Regions from separate parts of the Mus musculus genome. Here regions 2, 3, 4 and 5 are each linked to region 1. Evidence: chromatin contacts called from public HiChIP or PLAC-seq and promoter capture Hi-C data. All regions are on one chromosome and are shown on one strand. The core of a region is the stretch at or near the end of the contact, and the rest is flanking DNA. Distances in the headings are between cores, read along the strand shown. Region 1 holds the start of Mast2 (microtubule associated serine/threonine kinase 2). Region 2 has its middle 11 kb from the start of 1700042G07Rik. Region 3 overlaps Lrrc41 (leucine rich repeat containing 41). Region 4 holds the start of Rad54l (RAD54 like (S. cerevisiae)). Region 5 holds the start of Lurap1 (leucine rich adaptor protein 1).

Evidence for each region. Promoter capture Hi-C pulls out the DNA fragments that hold promoters and counts their contacts. HiChIP or PLAC-seq counts read pairs in DNA pulled down with a chosen protein or histone mark.
Region 2: a promoter capture Hi-C map of embryonic stem cells shows a contact between it and region 1. The contact joins the enhancer-like site here to the promoter of Mast2 in region 1. A contact is called at or near these places in 10 of 39 promoter capture datasets (the C10 cell line, the HPC-7 cell line, cranial neural crest and 7 more), 3 of 484 Hi-C or Micro-C datasets (the AtT-20 cell line, cerebral cortex and embryonic stem cells), 6 of 115 datasets of contacts at active chromatin or transcription factors (astrocytes, bone marrow-derived macrophages, embryonic forebrain and 2 more) and 3 of 9 other capture datasets (adipose tissue, embryonic stem cells and macrophages).
Region 3: an HNF4G HiChIP or PLAC-seq map of pancreatic cancer cells shows a contact between it and region 1. The contact joins the enhancer-like site here to the promoter of Mast2 in region 1. A contact is called at or near these places in 5 of 39 promoter capture datasets (the C10 cell line, cranial neural crest, embryonic stem cells and 1 more), 1 of 115 datasets of contacts at active chromatin or transcription factors (pancreatic cancer cells) and 1 of 9 other capture datasets (liver).
Region 4: a contact with region 1 is called in a promoter capture Hi-C map of embryonic stem cells, with 4 times the contacts expected there. The contact joins the promoter of Rad54l here to the promoter of Mast2 in region 1. A contact is called at or near these places in 13 of 39 promoter capture datasets (the C10 cell line, the HPC-7 cell line, cranial neural crest and 7 more), 1 of 15 datasets of contacts at CTCF or cohesin (the NIH/3T3 cell line), 2 of 484 Hi-C or Micro-C datasets (embryonic stem cells and forebrain), 9 of 115 datasets of contacts at active chromatin or transcription factors (the 230-238 cell line, bone marrow-derived macrophages, embryonic forebrain and 4 more) and 3 of 9 other capture datasets (adipose tissue, liver and macrophages).
Region 5: a contact with region 1 is called in an H3K4me3 HiChIP or PLAC-seq map of neural tube, with 4 times the contacts expected there. The contact joins the promoter of Lurap1 here to the promoter of Mast2 in region 1. A contact is called at or near these places in 11 of 39 promoter capture datasets (the C10 cell line, the HPC-7 cell line, cranial neural crest and 5 more), 1 of 15 datasets of contacts at CTCF or cohesin (the NIH/3T3 cell line), 5 of 484 Hi-C or Micro-C datasets (the Ba/F3 cell line, CD8 T cells, Sertoli cells and 2 more), 19 of 115 datasets of contacts at active chromatin or transcription factors (the NIH/3T3 cell line, astrocytes, bone marrow-derived macrophages and 12 more) and 4 of 9 other capture datasets (adipose tissue, liver, macrophages and 1 more).

What each region holds. Positions count from the first base shown.
Region 1 is chr4:116,462,671-116,468,498 of GRCm38.p6, reverse strand. Mast2 (microtubule associated serine/threonine kinase 2) reads left to right here and starts at 4,276. Exons shown (of 30, transcript NM_001369061.1): 1 at 4,276-4,763. The coding sequence starts at 4,584.
Region 2 is chr4:116,181,638-116,187,394 of GRCm38.p6, reverse strand. No RefSeq gene overlaps it. Among named protein-coding and RNA genes, the nearest start is that of 1700042G07Rik, 11 kb to the right of the region's middle. Within about 2 kb of position 4,429, at least 70 of the 459 cell types and tissues checked have an H3K27ac peak or open chromatin away from gene starts, as enhancers often do. A contact at or near this core is called in adipose tissue, astrocytes, cerebral cortex and 1 more, where this site is marked.
Region 3 is chr4:116,093,674-116,099,554 of GRCm38.p6, reverse strand. It overlaps Lrrc41 (leucine rich repeat containing 41), which reads right to left. Exons shown (of 10, transcript NM_153521.2): 6 at 4,514-4,678; 7 at 4,324-4,422; 8 at 3,641-3,763; 9 at 3,337-3,412; 10 at 2,446-3,232. The coding sequence ends at 3,013. Rad54l (RAD54 like (S. cerevisiae)) reads left to right here. Exons shown (of 18, transcript NM_009015.3): 14 at 94-217; 15 at 537-615; 16 at 891-1,070; 17 at 1,934-2,097; 18 at 2,184-2,600. The coding sequence ends at 2,394. Among named protein-coding and RNA genes, the nearest start is that of Gm52704, 8.2 kb to the right of the region's middle. Within about 2 kb of position 2,999, at least 21 of the 459 cell types and tissues checked have an H3K27ac peak or open chromatin away from gene starts, as enhancers often do. A contact at or near this core is called in pancreatic cancer cells, where this site is marked.
Region 4 is chr4:116,122,314-116,128,072 of GRCm38.p6, reverse strand. It overlaps Rad54l (RAD54 like (S. cerevisiae)), which reads left to right and starts at 4,384. Exons shown (of 18, transcript NM_009015.3): 1 at 4,384-5,011; 2 at 5,091-5,177. The coding sequence starts at 5,009. 2510003B16Rik (RIKEN cDNA 2510003B16 gene) reads right to left here and starts at 4,233. Exons shown (of 3, transcript NR_131048.1): 1 at 3,957-4,233.
Region 5 is chr4:116,142,757-116,148,256 of GRCm38.p6, reverse strand. Lurap1 (leucine rich adaptor protein 1) reads left to right here and starts at 3,641. Exons shown (of 2, transcript NM_026547.1): 1 at 3,641-3,960. The coding sequence starts at 3,763.

The DNA of each region.
Region 1 (5,828 bases), core at 3,027-5,526:
TTGCATCAGGGTTTGGTATGGTTTTGTTCATTTCTAAGATTAATCTTTGTTTAAAAAAAAAACAGTGAAGGCTTATCCAGAGACTTGTATAATCTTTGTAAATAAGGTGGACTTTTTCAGGGGTCTTCAATTTTGTCCCAAGCTTTTAAAGCCAGTAAGTCCATTTGTTCTATAGTAACATCATCAAATTGAATCTGTTCTTGTATATCAGAGTGCTACCCATAGCCTAGCAACTGATCTTCTACTATATTCATCCCCTTGCAGTATTTCACTGTTCAATAGTCTCTCCACCGTGTTAATCATTGCAGCTGTCACCAGTCTTTCCCAGTCTTGGGGAATAATTCTATTTTGAGTAGCCCAGTTATTTAGAATTTGTTTTACATATGGCGAATGCATCCCATATAAAATCATGGTCTCTTTAAAATACCTTATCTCTGTCATTTCTATAGGATGCTATCCTATCTTGTCATAAACTTGTTCCAACCACTAATAGGCATATACTGCATGACTACTGGGAAAGCCTTATTACTTCAGGCTGCCCCTCCTCCAACTCTGGCAGAGTGGTTGTATCAAGATTAATCCTGTCTCAAAATGGGCTATGATCAGAGTGCCTTCCTGCTTTTTTAGCTTTTCTCTGACCTGACCACCCTGTGGCACAGTTTCAATCCCTCTTTCCTCCCGGGGGAAACTCCAGCTCGCTTGCTCTGTCACCAGGACTGAGCCTTCTTGTTCTCTCTTCCCTCATGCTCCTCACTTTCTAAGTGTTCCCATCTCTACCTGTAACCTCGTTGCACAGCCAACTCTGCAATCATTTCAGAAACAAGAGAGCAGAATGGCTCATTTTGGTTTCCCATTTCAACAATCTTATGTTTCTCAGGCCCCTCCATTTCCACCTGTGGTTTTCCCAACTGCTCAGTCATTCTTCCAACCTTTTTATGAAACAGAATATATAAAGAAAAAGAAAAAAAAACAGAAAATCTTCTCTGGGAGCAAAGTGGGGGATATCTTAGCAGTAGCAGCTATAATACATTTTTGGGGGGTATCTTGAAAAGAAATATTTACTCCTTTGTTCCCTGCCATTTTCTCTATGCCCTTGAATGACTGCCTCTCAGGGTCCTAGCATTATATATTCTTTGAAAGTCCCCAGAACTCTAAATGCCACACAATAGCAGAAACTCTGCAGCTGATAAAAATCACACCTCTGCTAGAGCGCAAGGCAAATCATAGTCAGCTGCAGCAGACAGTCTGAAGCAGCCCCATATCCCTATACCTGAGACTAAATGAAAACATATTCTTATTATATTTCTGAGTTTTCAAAAGAAGTCAAAATCCCAGAATTGCCACTACAGATCTATTTCCAAACTAACCCCCAATCTTGGGCAGAATTACTTTTTCCTGGATGTAGGACTGTGTAAATGCTTCAAGGACTATTTTAGTCTGTTTTGTTGGCTATTGGGCTAGAGGCTCGCCTAGGTTCTTGCAGGTTGCCATTCTGTTTCCTGCCACATGGACCTCTTCATAGCCAATGTAAAAAGTGAGTTTTGTAGCTAAGCTTGATAGTACCAGCTTGTAAATGAAGAACTTGGGAGGAATAGAAAGAAGGATGGAAGTTCCAAGCCAGCTGAGTTACATACCCTGCCCTGCAATCAAGGACATTTCCGTCGTTAAGGACATTGTGAGTTTGAGAGTAAGACTCATACCAAGATACCATCTTATATGATGTAACATAATCATGAAAGTGATTATATTGTAGTTAACTCATTAGAATCAAGTCAAAGGGTGAAGAGTACACAAAGGTGTAAATCCTGGGGAAGGGGTGACTATGAGAACCACCTTAGAGTCTGTCTATCACAACAGCCATTCCTTTTTTTAAAAAATTTATTTATTTATTTATTGTATGTGAGTACACTGTAGCTGTCTCCAGACACACCAGAAGAGGACATCAGATCCCATTACAGATGGTTGTGAGCCACCATGTGGTTGCTGGGAATTGAACTCAGGACTTCTAGAAGAGCAGTTAGTGCTCTTAACGGCTGAGCCATCTCTCCAGCCCCACAACAGCCATTCCTAATAGTCAAAGATGAAGAAGTAGGATGTGATTCTGTTCTCAAAGCCGAGTCAGTAGATAATCCTTGTAGAAATGAGTGTGCCTAAACCTAGAGGAATTTATTTAGAAAGGACCACAGAGTTAATCAGTTTGATTGATGGAGATCAATGTTGGAGAAGCAGCCTTATGAAACATCAGCAACAACCTCAGGATACTGTTTGTTTGTTTGTTTGTTTCCTACCTATACTGGGTTACACTGCTTTGCAGGGGTGAAATAGTAATTTATTTTTGTTTCATTTTGTTTTGAGCAGGACTAGTGTTTCTCTTGAATTCCCTTGACACACTCTGTTTATGTAGTTTTGGGATCAAACTCAGGACTGTGTGTATGCTGAGCAAACACTCTACCAACTGAACTACATTCCAAGCCCCAAAACAAAAACCACTTTAAAAAAAAAAAGATTCTAGCCCCCAGAAAAAAGGAATTTTAATCTTCTCCTATGTGGCCACTCCAGATTCAGCATGTGTTTCTGTTCTTCGTAAGCAAGAGTGTGCTGGCCCTATCATGTAGCAGAGATAACTATAAATAGTGGCAATAGTGGCAACAGCATGGGCTAATAGAAAAAAAGAGGCAGGCAGAGAATGGATTTTGGATGGTGGCCTTGCCTTAGAAAGTGTACACTTGACTGGGCGGTGGTGGTGCACACTTTTAATCCCAGCACTTGGGAGGCAGAGGCAGGTGGATTTCAGAGTTCAAGGCCAGCCTGGTCTACAGAGTGAGTTCCAGGACTACAGAGAGAAACCCTGTCACCAAAAACAAAAACAAAAACAAACAAAAAACAAAGAAAAAGAAGAAAGTGTATACTTCATCTTGAGCTTTATTTTACTAGTCTAAGCAAAGACAGTATTACAGAGATTTTTATGAGAGTCTTTGGGAAGATGGATCCTAAGAGAATAAGACTTGATGCAGGGGAACTAGTTGGGAGAATTTCCCACTTAAACAGGTGAGGGAAGGCGGAGCTGGGTAAGTTAGTACAAATGGGATGAAAGGAGAAGGCAGATTGGAAAGATATCGAGTTTACAGACCAACAGGCCTTGTTCATTATTAGATATGAGAGATGAGAAGAAGGAAGGAACCAAGGATGGCTTTCTGTTTCTACCGAGTCAACTGGATGCATGGGGAGGACCTGGGACAGGGAACGTAGAAGATAGCTTCATGGGTTGTCCCACACACTGCTTATGTGTGTGTGTTCTGGTACCTCACAGGCCTTCGTTTGAGTTCTCTTTGCACTATAACTCACCCCGTTCCCTCCACTGTACAATGAACACTGCAATGACCTCATTATGTGTATGTGAATTGAATGCAGTGTCTGAAATCAGTAGGCTCCATCGTATTAGTCATTATTACTGCTCAGAAAGGGTTCAGGGAGGAGGCTAAAGATACATGAATGAAACAGGCAGGAAAAGCTTCTGGGAATGAACTCTGGTTAGGTCAAAAGAGGAAAAACAGCGTTGTGGCAGACTAGCTGAAGCCAGAAGGAGGCCAGGCATGGCTGAGCTGTCTGCCACGTGTTGTTAAAGCAGATGAGTCATTGGAAGGGGCAGGTCAGGCTGCCCAGGCCGCAGCAGGCTGGACCGTGTCTACAGGATGACTTCATTGTCAGTGGGAAGCCCAGATCTTCCAAAGCCTTTTTAGTCTCGCACCCCTAAGGAATACATCACTTCTTTTACAGGACTTTACACACTGTCACACTGTGTGGAACTGTCAAAGGCAGTGTAAACAAGACAGAGCGACAAGAATGGGAACCCTCAACTAATGGGAGGGTTTATTGGGACATATTGATATGTCTGTGACTGGGCTCGTTTCCCTACATCTCAGTCTCCTTATTTCTAACATGAGGATGAGCTAACTAGTCTCTGAAGCGTAGGGGAGAACTAGGTGAGCATCTGCTGGTAAATAGAGTGTTGGTGTCCCCCCTCCCGTTGGAAGTCTTTTCCCAGTCTGGACAGCGTTCAGTCCGGCAGGCAGTGTGTACCAAAGGGATGAATGGAAGAATCAAAGGGCGTCCTGCAGCCGACGCGGGCGCGCCGGGAGCCCCGCCCCCTTCCGCTTCAGAGCGCGCGGCGCGGCCGCGGGCGGGTCTTCGCGACCGTTCGCCAGCGCGTGCACGGCTGGCCGCGCTCTGTGGGCGGCAGGCGGGCTTGCCGTGCACGCGCGCGAGGGGCGGGCCGGGCGGGCTGGCGGGCCGGCGGCTGGCGGCGGAGCCCGCGGCGGCGGCGGGTGGCCGGCCGAGCGTGTGCCGGGCGGCGGAGGGCGCGGCGGCGGCGGCTATGCTGCCTCCGTGAGGCGCGCCGGGAAGGTCTCGGCGCCTCAGCCCACAGGAAGCGCGGGGAAACCGCGGGCCGGGTGCGGGTGGCTTCAAGTGCCCGCCGGGCCATGTTGGCCGCGGACCGGGTTTGCCGCGGCAGCGCTGCGGCCCGGGGCCGAGCCAGGCCGGCGCAGTCGCGGTGCTAACGCCCGCGGGGCCCAGACGCGGAGATGAAGCGGAGCCGCTGCCGCGAGCGGCCGCAGCCGCCACCCGCCCGCCGGGAGGATGCGGCTCCGCGGACGGCCGAGTTGCCCCAGCCGCAGTCTTTGCCCCCGCGCCGGCGAGCGCCGCCCGGGAGGCAGCTACTGGAGGAGCGGAGCGGGCCTTTGGGGCACGACAGCAGGGAGCAGGTAAGGTGGGCTGGGGTCCGCCAGCGAGGGTGGGCGCCGTGGGGGAGGGGTCCTCGCGGGAGGATCGGGCTGCGGTGGTGAGGGTGGGGACTACTGAGTCGGTTAGGAGGAGTGGGAGGTCTGACGAGGCTGAGGAAAGGGGAGTGGAGAAATGAAGGTGGGGGCCTGGGGTTGCAGTTGGACGTGGGGTAGGGCGGGTCTGAGGAATGAATAAAATGGTCTTGGGGGGTAGCCTGGGGCTCTGGATGGAGAGAATGGGTGCTGGAATGTGGGCAGGGTGAATGAGCAGCAAAGAGTAGGTTTACTAAATGGAGTTATCTAGAGGCGTGAATAGTTTTAAGGGAGAAATGCCAGTTTGATAGTGTTGACTGGTCTTAGAGTTTATCCCCACAGTTATAAAAACGGGGCATTTGCAAGCATTCTCATTTGGTGGCCATTATACTTTTATAAGCAAGTATTCAGAATCGTTAACGTTCTCCTCAGTAACTATCTACCACTTTAAAACCACTATAAAAAGTGCCTGAATGTGTCCAGTCTCAAGGCCGGTGCTGTGGACAGAGAATCTGTAGATGAAGGCTCTGCTTTCTAGTTTACCCTTAATGGGAAAAGAGATAAAATGTAAAAGTACTCATGGGATTCTCGAATGTACAGGATGTGTAATTTAGTAGACAATAGTAGGTGTATTTATGAGTAGGGAATAAAGGTCGCCAATATTAGGATAAACTTGCTACTCACAGCTGAAGGAAGTTCAGTGAAACGATATTGACAGGGACTTTGTAAGATACGTAATCTCGTTGGATTTTTAGAAAGAATGTTCTGTAGTAATGAACTCCCCTGACAGCATTGCTTTTGTACAGCTTTGCTTCAGACCCCAGTTGAGACCCCATCTTTGAGGCTTTGAAGTTCCAGGTCTCCTATCTTGCTCCTCATATAAAGTAAATGTTCCTATGCATCATTGCTTTGAATTACACTCTGTTAGCCTATGGTTTTAAAATTTTCCGCTTTTTGTCTCCCCACTTGATTCTTTTGGTCTTTGTCATGGCTTCTAGACTGCTGACTGTGTAA
Region 2 (5,757 bases), core at 3,180-5,679, 280 kb after region 1:
TGGTCTACAAAGTGAGTGCCAGGACAGCCAGGGCTACACAGAGAAACCCTGTCTCGAAAAACCAAAAAAAAAAAAAAAAAAAAAAAAAAAAAAAAAAAAAGAAATCATTTAATTTTAATTTTTTGAGACAATCTATTATGTAGCCCTAGATAGCCCTGATCTCACTATGTAAACCAGACTGGAATTGAACTTACAGGGATCTATCTCCCTCTCCTTCCTGAATACTGTGATTAAAGGTATGTTCCATATTGCTCAGCCTGATTATATATTTATTTTGTTTTTACTTTTTGTTTTTCCCTTTTTAATATTTATATATTTATTTATTTATTTATTTATTTATTTATTTATTTATTTATTTAATGTATGTATGTATCAGTACTCTGTAGTTGTCTTCAGACACACCAGAAGAGGGCATCGGATCCCATTACAGATGTGGTTGCTGGGAATTTGAACTCAGGACCAGTCAGTGCTCTTAACCACTAAGCCAACTCTCCAGTCCTTACTTTTTGGTTTTTCAAGACAGGGTTTCTCTGCATAACAATCCTGGCTGTCCTGGACTCACTTTGTGGACCAGGCTGGCATCAAACTCACAGAGATCCGATATCTCTCCCTCCCAAGTGCTGGGATTAAAGCCATGTGCCACCTTGCCCAGCTGATAAATTATTTTTTAGCAGACCTTGAGATTCCTGATTTGGCTACACTGATTTGCCAGTGGACCCGAGAGAGCCTTCTGCCTCTGCCTCCCCATTGCTCGGATTACAAATCCAACCTCACACTCAGCTTTACAGTGGGTGCTGGAGATTGAACCTCAGGTACTCACGCTTGAGCAGTCAGCACTCCTACTAAGTTATCCCCTAATAAAACACTTCTTCCCAGAGCTGAAAAAATGGGTACACAAGCATGCTGACCTCAGTTCAAAACCCTGAGAACCTACATAAACAGCCAGGTATGGTTGTGTGCTCACCTATAACCTCAACACCGTGGGGAAGAGGGGAGCAGAGGTAGCTGTGTCACTGGGTCTCAGTCTAGCTCTAGGCTCACTGAAAACCTTGTATCGAGGTGACAGGTGCAGAATGGTAGATGAGGACAACCAGTGTCCTCCTCTGGCTTCTGATGCACATAGGCACACACGGCCCTTCCTTTGTTTTTACAGTCTCACTATGTTTGGCTTGGAACCAGCTCAGGCTGGCCTTGAACAGAGATCCAACTGCCTCTGCCCCCAAATGTTGGGATTAAAGGTGTGTGCCACCAAGCCCAGAGTGCCAGTCTTTCTTAGACAGACTCTGTCACTTCATCACATGATGCCTTTTTAAAAACATTCGTTTGTGTATTAGTGGGAGAGAGGTCGTTCAAGTACTTAGGCATGCACATGGAGGTCAGAGGTAGACTTGTAATCTGAGTCTGTTCTCTCTTTCCACTAATACGAGTTCCTGGGATCAGACTCCGAGTGACCCTACTTGTTAAGTCATCTTGTTGTCACCCCTCACACACACCTTTTAAAGTAAAGTAAAACCTAGAAAATGAACATCATCTTGTGCTAAGCCCTGATAAGAAGATGAATAAGTACCAGCTTCCGTGCTGCAGCCGTGCAACCAAATCCTGAGGTGGCTGATGCTAAAAAAACTGTGGCCTGCAGCCTGTCTGAAGGGAGCCCAGCCTGCCTTTGTGGAGGTCTGTGGGCACATTCTGCCTACATGCCCCTTAGATTACTTGATTTTCTCTGCAGGCAGTGGCTGTTTGACAATTATTGCTGGCCGGGAGTTCAGAATGAGGCTGTGTTTCTAGGGTTAGACAAATGACATCACCTCCAGGAAGTTTTCTCTATTTCCTTCTCTGGTCCTCACTAATCTTCCAGTCTACATTGCTCCACTTAAGAACATCGGTCTTAGTACTTTCCCTGTCGTTTTAGAGAAAATGTCAGTTACTATTGTGAAAGTATGTTACACACGCTTTATCCATATCTCAGCTCTGTACTTAAGTCTGAGCCTCAGTTTTTCTCAGCTATGAGGTGGCACAGAGTATCATCACCCTCTCTCGACAACCCAACCCCTGAACTAACATAATATGACCACAGCCAAAGATACAGCCTGGCACTAAAACACCATATGGGGAGACACACCTATCTGGTCCTGCCCCGTGGTGACATCATCCTCACCACAGACAGCATCCTCTTTTCAGACTCAGAACAGCCCAAGCCAGGGAACAGTCAATCAGCCATAGGTAATCATACTCCATCCTATATATGGATATAGTAATTGCCAGGCAAGATTGAAAGATCCTGATTATTAAGGACTTGTCTACTGGTACGGCCACTGACATGTTCAAAACTCAATTCAGCTTCTCAACCAATATGTTACTCTTTCTTCTTCTTACCTCTGAAAATAGCATCACTAAAGACCCAAGCTGGAAATAAGCACAACGTTCTCATGCTTCCCACTAGAGTTTGGGGTCTTCAAGGTCCCCCAAAGGTCCATGTGTGGAAGGCTTGGTCTCCAGCCTCTGGCACTACTGGGAATGAAGGAAAGTCACTGAAGGCATGCTCTTAAAGGAGGTATTAGGACCTCAGTCCCCAGTTCCATTCTCACACTTACTTCTGGCTGCCTTTAGGTCTTCTAGGATACATTGAGTGACCATAAATACAAAGCGGCAGGACCAAGCCCCATGCACTGAAAACTTTAAAGCCCTGGGTATTTTGTCATAGCAACAGAAAGCTGACTAACGTGTCTTCTTACTCATGTCTTCCATTCAACCCATCACTAAGAGCTGCCGCTCCGATCTCAATCAGAGCTATCCACTTCTTTTCATCCAGAGGCCACCACTGTCATTCTTTCTGCCAGTCCCCTTCCCTGTGACACTGCCACACCATCCTCCATTATAGCTCTCCCTGCCTTTACACAGTCTCTGGGAACCCAACTCCTACTTTTACTGAAAAGCCCTCAGAGGCTGTCAGAATGAAACTAGTCTTGGTAATGTCAAGACTCCATCTTACTGTTTCTGCGTCATACCTCATGTGTCGCTGTGTCCTCTTTCTCGACCACGCGGTTCCCTGTCACTAACATTCTTCTTCTCCTCCCCAGAGTTTCCCAGACCAGCATCTAATCATATGTTCAGACTTAGCTGGGATTTCTACCCTGCCAGGGTTTTGACTCTACCAGCCCCCCAAAAGGCTAAGGGTTCTCATACCACCTTGGAAGAATGGCTCTAAATACTGTTCTTTTTCTTTTTGGTTTCTCGAGACAGGGTTTCTCTGTAGCCCTGGCTGTCCTGGAACTCACTCTGTAGACCAGGCTGGCCTCGAACTGAGAAATCCGCCTGCCTCTGCCTCCCAAGTGCTGGGATTAATGTGCGCCACCACGTCCGGCCTAAATACTGTTCTTAAACTCCCTTCTCCCTCACAACATACCTTGTCTCTACCTATTCCTGTTACAACTTTATGATAAGAAAAACAAGATTTGTCAAAGTTGAAGGAATGTCCAAGGCTAAACAGTAAATGGCTAGAGCAGACCTAAAAGCCAAGTTGGTTTATATGTTTGCTAATGAAAAGAACTGTATTGTTTTAAATGTTTTCTTTTCTGTGTATGTCTGTCCACCAGACATTGAAGGACAGAAGAGGGCATTGGATCCCCTGGAACTGGAATTCCAGACGGTTGTGAGCTGCCGTGTGGGTGCTGGAAATTGAACCTGACTCCCTGTAAGAACAGCCAGTGCTCTTAACTTCTTAGCCGTCTCTCCAGCCATGTTTTTCTTTTCTTGTGTCTTGTTTGCTTGCAAAGAAGTTTCACTAGGTTACCCAGGCTGGCCCTTAAACTCCTGGGTTCAAATAATCCATCCAGCTCCTGAGTCCAGAGTAGCTGTAAGTAGAGTGAGCACCACTGCTCACCTGATGTGTCGTTGGCTACAAAGCTTGCTCTGGCATGCTGTAGTCAGCGCATGTTTCCATGCTTGTACATATAATATAAGCACTCTTCACCACAGGCTGCCACACAGTTCTGGCAGCTCTGGTTCCTGAGACTGGAGCTCCATGCAGCCCTTCCTGCTCCTAGCAGATCCCCTGTGAGAGGTGAGGAAGTCCCCAGGACAGGGATGGGTCAAATTAACCAAACTTGTGATCTGAAGATTCCACCAACTTTGCTCACTAACCTTCAAGTTTTCCCTACCACAAACCTGCCACAGACCTCTAGACCAGTGTCCCGCCTGCTCATTGTCACTCCTATTGGGCTCTGAGTCCTTTAAAGGGTTTGCTAGGCATCGGTTTTCTTCTCTCAGCCCAGTGCCCTACATTAATTATCCCGCCAAGGAATTTCCATCTTCTACTCTCAAAAGCCTGATTCCTAACCAGAAGGGAATTCCTATCTCAGGTCCCAACGCCCTTAGGTCAGGGCTGGCAGGGAGACGCACTTCCAGCCAGGCGCTGGCGCCTGTGCGCCTCCTTCACGGGAAGAATGCCTTTACTAAATCCGGAACGGATTTGCATCACTGCAGCAAGGGAAGGGCTCAAGGATCTCACAAAGCTCCAAAGCTGAGTTGAGGGTGCGGGCGTCCATCCCACCCTAGCCCCAGAACTGTCTAGGCTGCCGAAAGGCAGTGAGACATGCACCCTGGGATTGGGGAAGGAGAGAGGTGATGAGATGAGAGAGAGAGAGAGAGAGAGAGAGAGAGAGAGAAGGCGCGAGCTAGTCCAGCACACCCCACACCCACAATTAAGAATCTTCCTTCTAGAGGCAGGCGGACTTCTGAGTCCAGGCCAGCCTGGTCTACAAAGTGAGTTCCAGGACAGCCAGGGCTACACAGAGAAACCCTGCCTCGAAAAACCACAAAAAAAAAAAAAAAAAAAAAAAAAAAGAATCTTCCTTCTAGTGAGTAGTAGAGCACTTGGAAGGTAGAGGCAGGCAAAATTCTGAATTTCAAGCCAGCCTGGTCTACAGAGTGAGTTTAAGACAACTAGGACTACACAGAGAAACCCTGTTTCCCAAAAACAAAAAAAAGAAAAGAAAGGAAGGAAAGAAAGAAAAGAAAACTGAGCACTAAACAGTTGGGTCTTCTCAGGTCCTCCTAGCAACTACCTCTAGAGCCCTGGGGGTGGGGGTGGGGGACGCAACTTAGTGGCTCCTGCTGTGCTCACAGAGCATAGAAGGCATCAGCCTTGTCTCACTTCAGGCCTGTCTGAGAATTCCACTCGACTCATGCTGTTTCTTAGAAGTCTTTCTCATGCTGCATCAGCTAAACTCTTGCCAGTCCTTTAAGCTCATCTTAAAAGGCGCCTCTGCTCTGGGCTTGGTGGCACACACCTGTAATCCTAACATTTGGGAGAGTGAGGTAGGGGGATTTGCATTCAAGACCAACCTAGCAAGTTCCAGGCCAGCTGAGACTACATAGTGAGACATTGTCTCCAAGGGAGACAAAAAAGACCAGAATCAAGACCAGAATTCATTCCTGTGGGGTACCTGGCAGGTGATAGGAAGAGATAGTGGCTGTTGTGAGGCTGTTGTCATATCATATTCCCTTTGTAGGCCTTGGATTCCTCTCTCACTCTTAGACAGACCTGGGTGAGACGACCCTCTTAGGGCTGCCTCCAGCCCCAGTCCTATAAAACTAGTGATTTCTTGCATCTCTCAGCCTCTACAACAGGATGCTATCCCAGTGGTAAAGTCCCTACTGCCCCAGGCCCCTGAGAACCAGACTCACTCAAAAAGCCTGGAAGCCTTGTTTACAGCCTCTTTTCAACACGTACACACTGTCTTATGAACACCAAAGGAC
Region 3 (5,881 bases), core at 1,750-4,249, 370 kb after region 1:
AGCTATCCTGTCTGAAAGCAGGGTATCAAGTATAACCACCGCAGGCCACTGGGATGACCAATTGTGAGGACTGATAATAGCCACTTTTCCCAGGTAAGATGCTGGTCCTTGATTACATTCTGGCCGTGACTCGAAGCCGTAGCAGTGACAAAGTCGTGCTGGTGTCTAATTATACTCAGACATTGGATCTCTTTGAAAAGCTGTGCCGGGTTCGAAGGTAGGGAAGAACCTAACCAGGCTGGCTAGCAAAGGGATGTGTCTTCCTCACTGACACTCTAGGAAAATGATTAGATTTTTCTGATTATTGGATGTTTATCAAGGTGTGGCTATATGAGGACTTTCTCTTACCTCATGACTGTGATGGCAATAGCTCTGTCTTTACACAGATCAGAATTCCTGCCCTTCTCTGTCCTTCTCTTAGGGAAGCCTTGGACTATGCGTGAGCAGCCTCAAGCATGGTTAATCTAGTCTTCTTGGTAGCCATAGTTCCAATTAATTTATGCTTCTTGGGTCTTGATATTTGGATCTCCCTCAAGGTACTTGTATGTTCGCCTGGATGGCACGATGTCCATTAAGAAGCGAGCCAAGGTTGTGGAGCGCTTCAATAGCCCATCGGTAAGTACAGCAAGCGCAGGAAGGATGTGTTGACAGAGCAGCTGTGTGGTGGTTGTGTTTCATTGCTTTATTTTTGTTTTGTGTTCTGGTGGGTGTGATAAGATGAATCTGGCTTAGGAACTGACTTTGTGGGTTGGGAAATTGAATGATAGGCAGACCAACCTGTGGTCCTCAGTGTGAGTATAGAAAAGTGTTGGTGGAGCTAAGAAGGATCCCAGTTTAGTTTCCAAGTGTGTGCATCCTATGCTCTCCTTTCTTGTTTCTTTTCTTCCCAGAGCCCTGATTTTGTTTTCATGCTGAGCAGCAAAGCCGGGGGCTGTGGTCTTAACCTCATTGGTGCTAACCGACTGGTCATGTTTGATCCTGACTGGAATCCAGCCAATGATGAACAAGCTATGGCCCGAGTCTGGCGTGATGGTCAAAAGAAGATCTGCTATATCTACCGACTGCTATCTGTAAGTATGTGTATGAGTACACTGTAGCTGTATTCAGACACACACCAGAAGAGGGCATAAGATCCCATTACAGATGGTTGTGTGCCATCATGTGGTTGCTGGGCATTGAACTCGGGGTCTCTGGAAGAGCAGTCAGTGCTCTCAACCGCTGAGCCATCTCTCCAGCTGGTTTTCAAGGCTTTAGTAGAGATCATCTTACTCTTTCATCCTTTCTAGCTTTCTTATACTTACATGTTTACTTTAAAACCTTAATGTTTCTAGAATCTTCCACCTTGTCCAAGAACTCTTCCTGCCTCAGCCTTCTGAAGAACTGACCCTCTTTGTTGCTCTTGGCTTCTAGTCCACCTTTTTTTCTGGAGTCAGCTCAGAGAGAATCTGTTTTCAGTGCTTTCTGAACTCCTCAACTCTTCGATCATTCCTTTCATGAGACCCTGAGTATTACTTAACAGGTTTTTGCAATGGTACAAATCTATTTATATAGTTAGTCTGCATATTGAATGAAGTGCTCTGTGACCTCTGTGATAGCGATCATACTTCATTCTTTCTTGTATCCTATTACTAGTATATGACCTGACATAAAATTGTCGGATGATACTGAATGAGAGTTGGGCTTGGTGTGGAGGGCACTTTGATACAGATAACCTGTTTACACTCAACCCATTTAGCCAGGCTGACACTCTCCACTGATGCTGAAAATGGTCGGGACAGACAAAGCAGCACAATTCTTGGCTCCAAAACTAGGAAAATGGATCTCTGCTAAGGCAGATAATTGCTCTTTCTCAAGATGTTTGCAGCCCCTAGGTTTTCCTGCTCCCTCAGCATCTACAGGAATGGTTGAGTTCTACATTTCATCCCATTTCTAGGCAGGAACAATTGAGGAGAAGATCTTTCAGCGGCAGAGCCACAAGAAGGCTCTGAGCAGCTGTGTGGTGGACGAGGAGCAGGATGTGGAGCGCCACTTTTCTCTTGGTGAGCTTAAAGAGCTGTTTACTCTGGATGAAGCAAGCCTCAGTGACACACATGACAGGTATGTGGAGTTCCTTGTCATTATCTCTTTGCTACCTGACCAGCACAGAAATCCGTAGTGACCACAACTCTGTCCTCTGACCCCAGATTGCATTGCCGCCGTTGTGTAAACAACCGTCAGGTCTGGCCACCCCCTGATGGTTCTGACTGCACTTCAGACCTGGCTCAGTGGAACCACAGCACAGATAAACGAGGGCTCCAGGATGAGGTACTCCAGGCTGCCTGGGATGCTTCATCTACAGCCATCACCTTCGTCTTCCACCAGCGTTCTCATGAGGAGCAGCGCGGTCTTCACTGATAATCAGCTGGTCTGGATGTAGTTGTTTGGGAAAGGATACAGGGAAAGGGGGTTCTCTGCCTCATGAGGCTCTGCTCAGTTTTATTCTCTGGGAGAAAATCATCAAGAAGGGCTGCATGATGTTTGCCCAAAATTTATTTTATAAGAAAAACTTTTTTGGTTTAAAAAAAAAAAAGAAAAAGAAAGGAATAAAGGCATGAAAGGGACTGAGGCCTGGGAACACATTGGTAAGCCCAGGAGGGAAGAGGCCTGGTGTTAGGCATTCCTATACTTCTCTAAAGCCTGGGTGCCTGCTTGAGGAATGAAGCAGGAAACCCCAGAGCAGGGGTAGGGGGTGTTTTCCTCAGTGACGATAGAGACCCGTAACCTCCTGGCCTGGGGTTCCCAGAGTACTGAGTAAGTGGCCCAAAGCCTCTGAACTCAGCGGTGGGAATGCCTTTGCTGGGCCTCATCAAGGCCTCCAGGACCTCAGTGCAAGGGAAGATGAAAAGGAAACAGAAATAGACAAAGTGGCAGAAAGAGGATGACAGAATCAGTGGTTGGGGATTCTGGGCAGCCCACGGCTCAGTCCCTGCAAGCTGATGGTACTGAGGATGGGCCTGTGAGGTATGGGCCCCATCACATGGTGCTGACATAATCTGCAAAGGCCTGGGTTGAGTCCCATGAGTCGCTAACCACGTGGCAGGTAGCCCGGAGTCGCCGGATTGCTTCTCTTGCTGTGACTGCATCCTGGTCCAGCCAGTTCTGGAAGAGGCGTAGGTGACCAAAGGCTCCTCGGCCCCAGCGCTCCAGTCGTTTGGCAAACTCCAAAAGCCCATCTGGCTTGATGCAGTTGGAACTGGTAGGGATGCCATGAATTAGATATCCAGGAAGCAACTAGGCTTTTGTCTACATTGATATCCTTTTCTTCCCCCATCCCTTGTCTCCTAACCCCTAGCATACCTGATGTCCAGCTGACAGAGAGAAGAGGAAGAATCCTCTGAGAAAACATCTGCTAGGGCTAATAGGCCAGCGTTCCCTGGCGAGGGAGAGAGGAACACTCATTAACTCTACTCACAAACAAGGAAACAAGGGTATCCTATCCCAGCTCCAACCTGGGAGAACCCTAGTCCTAGCAGTTCTGAATACCCAGTACTCAAATACCTATATTACAACCTGGTCAGTACCTTTACCCCAAAAGTTTCTAGTTCCTAGTTCCTTCTTTCCCTCCCTTCTCCCTTCCTCCTCTCCAGGGTATGGTCCCTACCCAGGCGGTTCCCTGGTAGTCGAAGGCCCTTCAGTGTAGAGTTGCCCTTCATAGCAGCAACCATCTCAGGAAGAAATTGGACTGGGCGCTTCTCAAACAGACGGCAGAAGGAGAAGGTAATCTCTGTCAAGAGAAAGTAGAATATTCAGATGACTGAAGCAGGGGTGGTGCTGTCCTCCTGTCCTAGGTTGGCCTAGCAAGGTACTGTGAACATTTATACAGATCTGAAAAGGATAATCTATATAGATCCGAGCAATATTGGAACTCAATTCAAATAGGACATTGAGCCTGTTTGAGGAACATCTCTGAGGATAAATTTTTTATCCACTTCCCGCTCTCTATATATAGTCACTGATGCTTTTGCAGGGGGGGAGACTAGTCACAGTGAGTGTCTGACTAGTCACACCCACACACAGTAGCATGTTTATTTCTCCCCACTATCTTTTTTTTTTTTTAAATTGAAACCACCAAGGTGCTACCACCATTTCTGACAGCCCCTTAAAACAAAACAAAACTGGGTGATGTACTAAAACTTGGGATATTAGAAGGAAGGTCATGTAGGTTCCATATCCTTTATAGTCAAGGAAGATAGAGACCTGGGAAAACAGTGGTTTGCAGACTGAGATCATGACAAAGCTACAGTAAGGACACAGGAATGCGCAGGCTCTGGGTTAGGAACTTACCTTGAAGGGTCAGATTCTTTAGCAAAAAAAGCACTTCACTCTGACAGTCTGCAAGATTCATATCATGGAAGCTCAGCCTCTTCAGGGATAGGTTGTGTTCTGGATAGGAGACACACACCATGGGTGGTGGGGCTTAATTTTCCCAGGGAACAATGTTAGGTCCCTACCTACCCACTTTCACCATTCCTACCTTTGAGTGTTTGCAACACAAGCCCAAAATCTTGAGGCGAGGCAAAGGTGGCACTGTCCAGTGACAGCTGCTGTAGAGAACCTGAGGCCTTGAGGACAGAGCAGAGCAGTGGGGCTGGCTGGGCTCCTCGTGGAAATCCCATTTCCAACTGCTCGAGGCAGTTTTCTGTATGAGAGGAAGAGGACATTCCACTTAGTTTTCTCTACTTCACTTAAAAATACATATGTTTTAGGTGTGGGAACACACACCCTTTAGTTCCAGAACTCAGGAGGCAGAGGCAGGTGATCTGTTTGAGTTCAAGGCTGGCCTGGTCTACAAAGTAAATTCCAAGAAAGCCAGGGTTACACAGAGAAACCCTGTCTCCAAAAAAATAAAAAACAAACCATGTATTTGATGTGTGGGCATGTGTTGTATGGGCATGTGATGTGTGGGCATGTGATGTGTGGGCATGTGTTGTATGGGCATGTGATGTGTGGGCATGTGTGTACCACAGTGACCATGTGGGGTTCAGAGAACAACTTGCAAGAGTCAGTTCTACAATGTGCATTCTGAGGGTACTTCAGGTCTGGTGATAAGTGCCTTTTCTTGCTAAGTTATCTTACTGGCCTCTACTTCTACATGTAGTAGGTTCACTAGGAAAATGGTTTATTATCTTATCCTGCTCCTGCTATGTGTCAAACATTATATGTAAATCCTAGAAATGGACCACTAAACATAAAATCTTGTCTTTGCATTCAGAGATAAGACAAAGCAAATAAAGAATATGCAGGGCTTGGGTGGACTCCTCAGGGGTTGTTTGCTGTGTAAATGTGACGCCCTGAGTTCGGATTCCTAGAACTTATCTAAATGGTAGGCCTGTCGTGGCCTATACCTGAAATCCCAGCACTGGAAAGGTAGAGTAAGGCAGGTCTTGGATTCACTGGTGAGCCAGTCTAGCCAACATGGTGAGTTCCCAGGTTCAGAAAGAGACACATTTTCAAAAACATTAGAGAGGGCTGGAGCCCGGGCAGTGGTGACACACGCCTTTAATCCTAGCACTTGGGAGGCAGAGGCAGGTGGATTTTTGAGTTCGAGGTCAGCCTGGTCTACAGAGTGAGTTCCAGGACAGCCAGGGCTACACAGAGAAACCCTGTCTTGAAGGGGAAAAAAAAAGGCTGGAGAGATGGCTCAGTGGTTAAGAGCACTGACTGCTCTTCAATTCCCAGCATTGGTGGCTCACAACCATCTGTAATGGGATCCAATACCCTCTTCTGGATTGTCTGAAGACAGCAACAGTGTACCCACATACATGAAATAAATAAATGTTTAAAAAAGAAAAGATAGAGGGCTAGAAATATAGCTCAAAGGTAGGATGTTTGCCTAGCATGT
Region 4 (5,759 bases), core at 3,135-5,634, 340 kb after region 1:
TCAGAGTTCTGGACCTATCAGGCTTCCAATCTTTGTCAAAATCTTAAAATCTTCGAGCCCTCAAGGAGAGACAAAGATCCTTCATACAGTCCTCCCCTCTGCTTTGCTGGCTACGGGTCTTCCGTGCACCTTTTGTTTGTGTTATTCTCCCACACCTAAAAACAGCCTTTTGTACCTAGTGGTGCACCCCTTTAATCCCAGCACAGAGGACAGAGGCAAGCAGATCTCTGTGGCCCCTGGGTATAAAAAAAGAAAAAATAAGAAAGGAAAAAGAAAGAAAAGATGACAAATATTTGAACATAGGGAATGTTTCCAGAAATATTTGAAACTCAAGTTATCAATATATAAAATTGTTACTAAAAGAATAAGTATACAAATTGGGAACCTTGAGTGGTTTTTACTATTAAAAAAGTATTCATACTGTCAGAAGTAAACCAAGCAATATATTAAACTTTAAAAAATGTAGTTATTGCCGGGCAGTGGTGGCACATGCCTTTAATCCCAGCACTTGGGAGGTACAGGCAGGCGGATTTCTGAGTTTGAGGCCAACCTGGTCTACAGAGTGAGTTCCAGGACAGCCAGGGCTACGTAGAGAAACCCTGTCTCAAAAAACCAAAATAAATAAATAAATATATAAATAAAATTTAAAAAAAAATTAAAAAACCCAACAACAAAAAAGCCCCCAAAACAACCAAAAAACAAAAAATGTAGTTTATCAAGGCATAGTAATTCCTGCCTTTAATCCCAGTCACTCTAGGGGCAGAGGCACAGAAGCCTTCAGAGGTGCACAGTGAGAACCCAAACCCTGGTCTTCTAGAATAGCAGGACGTGCACTGAACCACTGGGCTATCTTTCCAGCCTCAGGCCCTCACCCTATTGACCAAGCTAGCTGGAATTTTTTTAAAAATCTTAAAAATTTCATTTCAAATGTTATGTTTTGCCTGCATGTATAGACATCTGTATACCACATTTGCGCCTAGTGCCTACAGAGGCCAAAAGAAGGTATTGGGTCCCCTGGAACTAGAGTTACAGATAGTTGTGAGCCACCATGTGGGTGCTTGGAATTGAATTTGGTCCTCTGGAAAAGCAGCCAGCCCTCTTATCTCTGAGCCATCTCTTCAGCCTCCTAGCTGGATTTTTAAATTTTTTTATTTTCAGTGAAAGGGTTTCTCTATGTAGCCTGGCTCTCCTGGAACTAGCTCTGTGGACCAGGCTGGCTTTAAACTCAGAGATATTTGCTTGCCTCTGCCTTCAGAGTGCTGGGATTAAAGGCGTGCACCACCACACCCACTCCTAGCTGTACTATTTGATTCTTGGCTGGTTAGAGACTTCACAGATCCCAGGGGATGGGGCTCCTTTCCTTTCTCTCATGTTTCCATGATTTTCCTGTCTTTCTAGTCTGCCTCTTCCATAGCTAGGCATGATGTTGAAGCCCTGTAATCCTAGCTTTCAGGAGGCTGAGGCAGGAGGATCTCAAATGAGTTCTAGACCAGACGAGGCTACATAGTGAGATGTCTGCATATGACTCAACAAAGAACAAAAACAAAACCCAACCTAAACCAGAGCAACAAAACCAAACCAACAAACCCAAACCTCCCAAAGTCCCTGTGAAAAAGATGTTGCTGTTGTGGGGCCCTCTCCTGAGAGAGACCCCACTCCAAAGGGTCATCTTTTTCTTTTTTTAAAGATTTATTTATTATTATATCTAAGTACACTGTAGCTGTCTTCAGATGCACCAGAAGAGGGCATCAGATCTCATTACGGATGGTTGTGAGCTGCCATGTGGTTGCTGGGATTTGAACTCAGGACCTTCAGAAGAGCGGTAGGTGCTCTTAACCACTGAGCCATCTCTCCAGCCCCTATCTTTTTCTTGAAGTGAAAGACTTAACAAGTTGAACAAACAGCACAATGGCCAAAGAATGGAAAAACCAGACTCTATCAACTTCTTTAATCTTTAGGGGTGAAAAAGTCACAGTATATGTGTGTTTCCAAGCCAGATTAAGGGACAGTAGAGCGTTGATCATATCTACCTCACGCCCTTCTCTCAGAAAGCACAGCAGGAGTGGGGCCACTCCCTATCCAAATCAGGCTCAGCTACATATGCCACTTGTGATAAAGCCAGTTAGGCTTCTGTTTCCCTGCTAGAGAACTGGTTTTTCAGAAATCATATGATTATCAATCTGCTAATTTAGCTGATATACTTGAAAGGCCCCAGCCCCCACTGCAACACATCCTGTCCTCCCTGGTCCTTTTTCCTCCCCTCCCCTCTGACTACATAAGCTAGTCCCAATACTTCAATGAATGAGCTGTCCTGTGAAACAGTCTCCTGGGTTGGTTCACCCCTGCCTTTCAGCACCAAGACCCTGCTCCCCTGATCCTCTGCATCCTGATGGCCACTGGTGTACAATGGCTGAGGGGCAGGGGCGGGGGGGGGGGGAGGTAGGCCCACAGATATAGGGTTAAAAATTAGGGAGGTTGGAGGTTGAGCCTGGTGGCATAGGGCTATAATTTTAGCACTAGGAAGTAGAAACAGGAGGTTAGCACTGGATACATCAGACCCAGTCTCAAAAGAAGCAAAACAAACCTTCAAAAAGGAAATACTTGCCAGGTGTGGTGGTGCACGACTTTAATCCCAGCACTTGGGAGGCAGAGGTAGGTGGATTTTTGAGTTCGAGGCCAGCCTGGTTTACAGAGTGAGTTCCAGGACAGCCAGGGCTATACAGAGAAACCCTGTCTCAGAAAAAAAAAAAAAAAAGAAAAAAAAAAAAAAGAAGAAATTGAGATTAAAAAAAAAAAAGGAAATACTTATATATTTTCTAGGGCTAGGTAGAGTTTCTTTCCTTTAAAGAATATTTCTCTGTTATTAGAGCGTGTATGTACATGATGTTTGTATGAGGGTGCGCATGTGCCATGCTGTACATATGGAGGTCAGAGGTCAAGTTTGTGGATCAGTTCTCTCCTTTCACCTTGGTGTGGGCTGTGGGCACTGAACTCATGTCCTCAGGCTTAGGTGACACATGCTTTTATCCACATCCACACATCCCTTATACCCCCCATTTTGAGACAGATTTTGACTATACAGCCCAGGCTGACCTCATAGTCATGGCAAAGAAGTTAACTGTTCTTTTTGTGTATGTGATTTTGTTTTTCATTAAGTTGCTCACAGCCTTCTTGTCTCCCAGCAAGATATTCCTATGGAAATTAAAATTTCTTCGGTTCATTGTTCCCAAAAGCCAAGGAAAGGACATAAGTATCTCTTTAGTATATCCTCATTTCTGCTAGGCGGGCTGGGGATGACAGAGGGTCATAAGTTTAAAGATAACCGGGTTACACAGCAAGACCTTGTCTCAAATAACAACAAACCTCAGCAGTGACCGCCTCACGAAGTTCTACCACTATGCTATATTCCTAGTGCCCCCAAGACACCACACACACACACACACACACACACACACACACACACACACACGACAAAATGGGGACAATAAACCTTATCTGAGGATAGTAAATGATTTATAATAGCTAAGGAGATCCTTTTAAGTAGATAGTGATTAAGTGTAATGGGCATGCTATTTTGATTAGTGAGCACTTAGGTAATACATGGGGGCTATGTTAAATACTTTGAACACTTTTTTTTTTTCCCGTTCTTGGAGGGTCTTTCTACAGAGCTGTCGCTGTCCTGGAACTCATTATGAAGACCAGGCTAGTCTCACAGAGATCTGCTTGCCTATGCCTAGTGAGTACTATAATTAAAGGCCTGCGCTACCAGGCGCAGCTACTTTGTTCACTTTAATTAGACCCTGTGAATAATCCCTTAGGAGAGGTACTATAATAATATCACTTAAAGGAAAAACGGATTTTTAGAGAATGGGTGACTATGCCCCAGGAAAAGACAGCTAGCTTATTTCAAGACATCTCAGACCAATTGGCAGTGCAGCACCAACACCTCCGCTCACCTTTTGACTGGCCACTGGCCTTGCCTGCTTCCAGCTCAGATTTCTGCTCCAGGTCTGGCACAATAAAGAGCCTGAATCAAATTCCCAAAAATGTGCTGCCTTTTGAAATCTATTCCAGTAGCAACTCCTCCGCACAGTACTTCGGTGCAAAACATCTATTTGGTTCAGCTGCTTCGGCCAAAGGCAGGAGCCAGGAAGAGGGACCGTTGGCAAGTAAGAATTCTGGCACCTGCCTGTTGCTGCCACCAGGATAAGCCACAGCTCCTAGTGGTCTGTTGAGCCTCTGGGCGGAAATCCAAGACCCTTATTAGCCTCAGCCCTAGGCCCGCCCCTTCCTTTAGGCCGGATCGTCGAGCGTCAAGTTCACTGAACGCAGCCAATAGGGGACTGTGGTGGCAGAGTGGCGGGAGGTTCGATTGACACTGCCTGGAGGCTCTTAACGCGCGCTTTGGGAAGAGGAAGAATAAGGGGAAAGATACCGGAGTCGCTCTTTGCCTCTCTTCAGCTTCTAAGATTCTCCTCCTCCCAACCTGGATTTTTAACTGGTCCTTCCTGGGTTCCTGTTTAACTTCCCACAAGGCGTTCCTAGGTCTCTGCTTGCCTTCCTCACACTGAGGTTTGATGTCGGTCCAGCTCTGGTAAATTCTATCCCTCTCCTAAGAATTCAGGCGTCTCGCCTTCGTACTTAAGACTGTACTTTTTCGTAGGTGTTACTCTCAGGGAAGCAGCCCAGCTAGGGACGTTATTCCAACTCCACTTTGCTCATCTGCAACTTCAATCTGTCTTCTTTCCCATCCTAGATTTAGACCCAGCTCCGCTTGGACTTGGCTTTGGATATTTTGACCTTGAGGAACTTGGGGACCGACATTCCTGGTTTGGACCCAAGCCTCATCCTCTGATTGCATCCCCTCCCCTCATACCGACTCTTAAGACAATATTTTCAATGATATAGCAACTTCCTTTTATAGCATCCCCTGGTCCTGCATTCTCTGTTGCTGAGTGCTTTTAACTTCGCTGATGGGCACTTGACATTTGATGCTTCTGGGGCCAGGATGGTAAGTGTGACCTTAAGCTGACTTAAGGGGCCTGGCTGCAGGATCACTGCAGGAACTCACTTTCTGTTCTCCCTTGCAGAGGAGGAGCTTAGCTCCCAGCCAGTTGGCTAGGAGGAAACCAGAAGACAGATCATCAGATGATGAAGACTGGCAGCCTGGGACAGTAGTGAGTGTTTAGGGGAATAAGGAAAATGAGGTTCATAGTCATCTTGAGAAAGTACCTTTCATACATTTTTGAAGCTTTTTTTTTTTTTTTTTTTTTTTTTGAGATGAGCTTCTCACCAGGTCTGTAGACTATGGTCTGTCTCCCAAATGCAGTGTGTGGTCGTAGGCATGTGCCAGGCACACCTGGCACTTAAGGTTTTTTTTTTGAAACAGTGTTTCTCTGTGTAGCCCTGGCTGTTCTGGAACTCTGTTTGTAGACCAGGCTGGCCTTGAACTCACACAGAGGTTCCCTTGCCTCTGCTACCCAGTGTTGAAAGTGAAGGTGTTTGCCACTACTGCCCCGCGTAAGTAAATTTTAATGAAAATTTACAGTATACTAAGCATTGGAGAAGATTAATAAAATTGTTATCCTTGGGGCTGGAGAGATGACTCAGTGGTTAAGAGCACTGACTGCTCTTACAAAGGTCCTGAGTTCAAATCCCAGCAACCACATGGTGGCTCACAACCATCTGTAATGAGATCTGATGCCCTCTTCTGGAGTGTCTGAAGACAGCTACAGTGTACTTACATATAATAAATAAAT
Region 5 (5,500 bases), core at 2,392-4,891, 320 kb after region 1:
GTGGATTTCTGAGTTTGAGGCCAGCCTGGTCAACAGAGTGAGTTCCAGGATAGCCAGGGTTATAAAGAGAAACCCTGTCTTGAAACAAAAACAAAAACAAACAAACAAAAAAACAAAAGAAAGGAAGGAAGAAAGAAAGAGAGAGAGAGAGAGAGAGAGAGAGAGAGAGAGAGAGAGAGAGAGAAAGAAAGGAAAGTCCAGAGTAAGGCTAGATGGTGGTAGTACACACCTTTAATCTTAGCACTTGGGAGGCAGAGGCAGGCAGATCTCTTACTTGGAAGTTAGCATGGTCTACAGAGTGAGTTCCAGGACAACCAGATCTACACAGAGAAACCCTCTCTCAAAAAAAGAAAAAAACAAAAAAACAAAAATCCAGGGCAATTTTTCACAAAGGCAAATATTTTGCTAATCCCTGGCTAAAAACTTAGTTACTAACTTTCTCAGGGGGGCTTTGATTGGAATGTAAAGTGAATAAATAAATTAATTAATGGGATAAAAACCACAGTTACTTTTCAGTTGCTCTGACAAAACACCAGGACCAAGGCAACTTATAAGGAAAAGTATTTAAAATTGAGGTTCATGGGTTTCAGAGGGTTAGAATGCATGACCACCACAGGGGTTGGGGATGGCATTAGGTGGGCAGGCAGGCATTGTGCTGGACTGTTAGCTGAGAACTCAAATCTCATCTCCATCCACAAGCACAAAGCAGAGAGAACTAACCCGGAATGGCTTGGGCATTTTGAAATCTCAAGGCCAACCCCCAATGACACATTTCCTCCAACAAGGCCACACCTCTTAGTCCTTCCCAAACAGTTCCATTGACTGAGACCCAAGCATTCAAATATGTGAGCCTATGGAGACCATTCTCATTTAAACCACCACACACCATGGGTCAAGTAATGAAAAGGAGAGCTAAGGTATGATGGAGCACACTTGTGACCTCAACACTTGGAATAGGCAGGATCAGAAGTGCTAGGCTGGGCTGGTGAGATGGCTCAGAAGTTAAGAGCACTTACTGCCCTTCTGAAGGTCTTGAGTTCAAATCCTAGCAACCATCTGGTGGCTCACAACCACCTGTAATGAGATCTGATGCTCTCTTCTGATGTGTCTGAAGACAGCTACAGTGTACTTAGATATAATAATAAATAAATCTTTAAAAAAAAAGGGGGGGGGCTGGTGAGATGGCTCAGTGGGTAAGAGCACCCGACTGCTCTTCTGAAGGTCCAGAGTTCAAATCCCAGCAACCACATGGTGGCTCACAACCGTCCGTAACAAGATCTGACTCCCTCTTCTGGTGTGTCTGAAGACAGCTACAGTGTACTTATATATAATAATAAATAAATCTTTAAAAAAAAAAAAAGCTCTAGGCCATACTCAGCTACACAACTGAGGCCAACCTGGGCTATATGAAACTGTGTCTCGGAGGAAAACAAAGTGCATGTATTTAAGCCTGAGTCTGTGGCACAAACAGGTAATCCCAGCACTAGGGAGGCAGATGGGCCTCTTAAGTCGAGGCCATCAACAGACTCAAAAGAAAAATCACCCATATAGTTCTAGGAAGTCAGTATGTAATATTTAAATTTAGAAGGAATGGTAGAAAATTGTTTAAAATTATGAATGGTTGGATTGGAAAGATGGCTTAGCAGATAAGAGCTCACATTGCTCAAATAGAACCTGAGGTCAGTTCCCAAGAGCTATATCAGATGGTTCACAATTGCTAGTAATTCCAATTCTAGGAGATCTGAAACCCACTTCCGACCTCTGGGGGGACTTGTGCTTACATATATATCCCCCACAGAGACACACAGATACATAGATACACATGTAGTAAATAAATAAATAAAAATCTAGAATTATGAGTAGCTAAACACACACACACACACACACACACACACACACACACACACAAACTAACAAACAAAAAAACCCACAAAACAAACTGAAAGTGGTTTTTGGGAAGTAGGCCCAGAGCTTTGAAAGAATAGAGGGAAGAGATTTTTTTTTTTCATTGTACATCTTTTTGTAACAGTGGGTTGGAAATACTTGGATTAAAATCCCAAACAGAACAAAACAATCTTTTTTCTTGGCCCTTTTTTGTTGTTGTTGTTGTTTTGTTGTTGTTTTTTTTTCAAGACAGGGTTTCTCTGTATAGCCCTGGCTGTCCTGGAACTCACTCTGTAGACCAGGCTGGCCTCAAACTCAGAAATCCGCCTGCCTCTGCCTCCCAAGTGCTGGGATTAAAGGCGTGCCACCATGCCCGGCTCTTTCTTGGCCCTTCTTTACCTGTAGAATTAAGTCCAAACAGCTTAGAAACATAACCGTGTCACTTAGTGTGGTTCTCAGAACTGTAGCATGGCTATCCCCCTATAGCTTCTTAGAAATGCAGACTCAGGCTGATGAGATAGCTCAGCGGTTAAGAGCACCATCAGCTCTTCCAAAGGTCCCGAGTTCAAATCCCAGCAACCACATGGTGGCTCACAACCATCCGTAACAAAAATCTGATGCCCTCCCTCTTCTGGAGTGTCTGAAGACAGCTACAGCATACACACATATAATAAATAAATAAATCTTTAAAAAAAATGCAGACTCTCAGGTCTGGGGCTGGGGCTGGGGCTGGGGCTGGGGCTAGAGATGGCTCAGCAGGTAAGAGCACATACGACTCTTAGAGAGGACCCGAGTTCAGTCCTAGCACCCATGTTACATAGTTCACAACTCTAAGTCCAGCTTCTAGGGATCTGTTGCCCTTCTGTGGCCTCTAGACACCTGTACTCATGTGTACATATCCCTACATGAACATACTTTTAAAATACTTGTAATTAAGATAGAAAATTATCTTTAAAATTAATCTTTAAAAAAGATTTTAATTCCTGGTAAGGCAGTGGCAGGTGGATTTCTGTGAGTTCAAAGCCGGTCCACTCTACATAGCAAGTTCTAGGCTATGGACCACACAGTGAGACCCTCTCTGTAAAAAAAGAAAAGCCAGACTGTGGTGGCACCTGCCTTTAACCCCAGTAGAGGCAGGAGGATCTCTTAGTTCCAGGACAGCCTGGTCTACAGTGGGTTCTAGGGCTACACAGAAAAACCCTATCTTGGTAAAACAAAACAAAAGCCAATGCAGGACCTCAGGCTCTAACTTGCCAGGGTTTTCAGAGTACCCATATTTACAGTCAGTCTTAGGAAGCACCTCTTTTGTTAGCCCATGTAAGATGAACATCAAGATTTGTGGATTCCTTCAATTTTAATAATGGTTGTTTCTCACTGGCCAGGGGGATTGCCCTTCTATTACTCTTTCAGCTGATTTCTAGATGCTGGGAGGTGTCTGTGAACTGAGTGGCTGTATTCTAGCCCCTGTAACAGGCACAGCTCCTGAGCAGAAAGCCTTCCAAAACCTCTGCAGCCGTGTTACCTCGATTGGGGCTACTTTTCATCCAGAAAATATTTATTAGCTTCCTGCTGCGTGTCTAGTTGGTGCCAACACAGGGAGAAGGCACTGAGCTTTCTTTGAGGTCTTCAGTTCCAAATCCAGGATCACCTAGTCGAACGCCTCCAGGGCTAGAAGTTGTGTGCATACCACTCGGTACCTCGCTCCCCCAACTGCGCGGCTTTTCTGAGCGTTACGGCGCCCTCCTCCTGTTCCCCCACCCCACCCCCCGCGCGGGGCGGGCGGGGATCCACGGGTTTCGCTCCGCGTTCGTAGCAGAGAAGGGAGGACCCTTGGGAACCGGACCCTGGTCGCCCAGTCCTGTTCTGGCTTGGGCCCACATGGAGGGGACCGCGGAGTCCCAGACGCCGGACTTGCGAGACGTGGAGGGCAAGGTGGGCAGGAAGATCCCTGAAGGACTGCTCCGCGGGCTTCGAGGCGAGTGCGAGCTGGGAACCTCTGGGGACGTGCTGCTCCCGGGGGCGCCCAGCACCGGCCACGGCCTAGGGGACAAGATCATGGCGCTGAGGATGGAGCTGGTGAGTGTGGGTGCTACAGGCCACGGGGAACGGGATATTTGTAGGGGCAGGGGCAGGTTCCCGGAGTTGGGCTGGAGAAGAGGGTCCTTCCAAGATCAATCCATACATCCTGGGTTGAAAGCAGAGTGAAGTGACGTCTCATTATTTGTCTCCCAAGGGTGAATGAAGGGTTGATAGGTCCTGAGAACTGAGAGTAGGAGGCACATCTCTTGGAAGTTTTCCCTGCCCAATAATCGGAAGGAGAGAGGCGAGGGCTAAGTAGCACACAAAAAAAACTTAGTACAGCGCAAATTCTTCCCATCGGCATCCGGGGCCACCAATTTCTTCAGACTCCACTATAAGGCAACCGTTTTCTGCCCCCTTCTCTGGCAAACAGGGGAAGAGGTTTTGTTCTTAAGGCCCTAGGGTGTTCGTGTCAGGATTCAGAAAAAAAAAAAAAAAGAGCTTTGGTGAGGTAATACCTGCTGGAAACTGCCTGCACTGGTGGGGCACACTAAAAACCTGTCCTTTTCCTAAGCATCCCACCATCACGGTATTAGACGTTCGAAGACCTTAATAGAGGCACAGTAGCACCACAGTACGAGTTGGTCCTTCACCTGGGGCTCAGTCTCAGACAGAGTCTCAGGGTCTCTGTACCTTCTTGCAGAAAGGGGGAGGAAACAGCCACACCTCCCCACCCCCTTCTCTGGTAGCTGTTGGTCTGGTTTCTGAGCCAAATGGGCAGCCGGGTCCCAGCGGTCTCTCCTGGGGCCCTGGTTCCGGTGAAAGAGATGAATTACACCTGCCACCACTTTGCAGCCAGTTCTGGAGAACTGAGGAACTGCCAGCTACTCACTGGCTCTGAACCAGAAGCCCACACTGGCTTAACAAGTCTTCCTGGGGCCCCACTGTGTGCACAACCTGTGGCAAGCAGATCTGGAAGGGTGGAAGGAAGGACATGGGACCTTGAAGGCAGGTCCAGGGCTTTCATTCTATGGTAAGAGAGGCTAAGAGAACCTTCGGAGCTGAGTGGTCAGAGAGGATCGCTGAGGGCAGGATCTGAATGCCAAGTGTGCATTTGGCTTTGAAGGTTGTATCTGAGTGCCAGATTCTGCTGAGCAGGGCTGTGGCTGTATTCTCCTCTTAAAGAGGTCTGGTTTGTCTCTTTGTACAAATTGCTCAAGGCATAGAGAGAGTTTACCTAGTTTGTCCTTTGAAAACTAAGGTGTTTTGTTTTGTTTTATTTTTGAGATGTGGGCTTACTGTGTAGCTCAGGCTGGCCCCAAACTCATATTCCTCTTATCTCAGGCTCTTGAGTGCTGGAATTATGGGCATGTGCTACCATTCCCTGCTGGAAATTAAATTATACTTAGAATATAAGCCATGTGTTAACATCCAGGATGGTACAAGGTGTTTTTCTTTTTAAAGAACTTTAAGAAACTTTATGTGTAGGAGTATTTTGCTGGTGTGTGTATGTGTGTATCACATGCATACCTGTTGCCCATGGATGTCAGAAAGAGCATCCAATCAATTGGAACTGGAGTTATGGATGGTTGTAAGG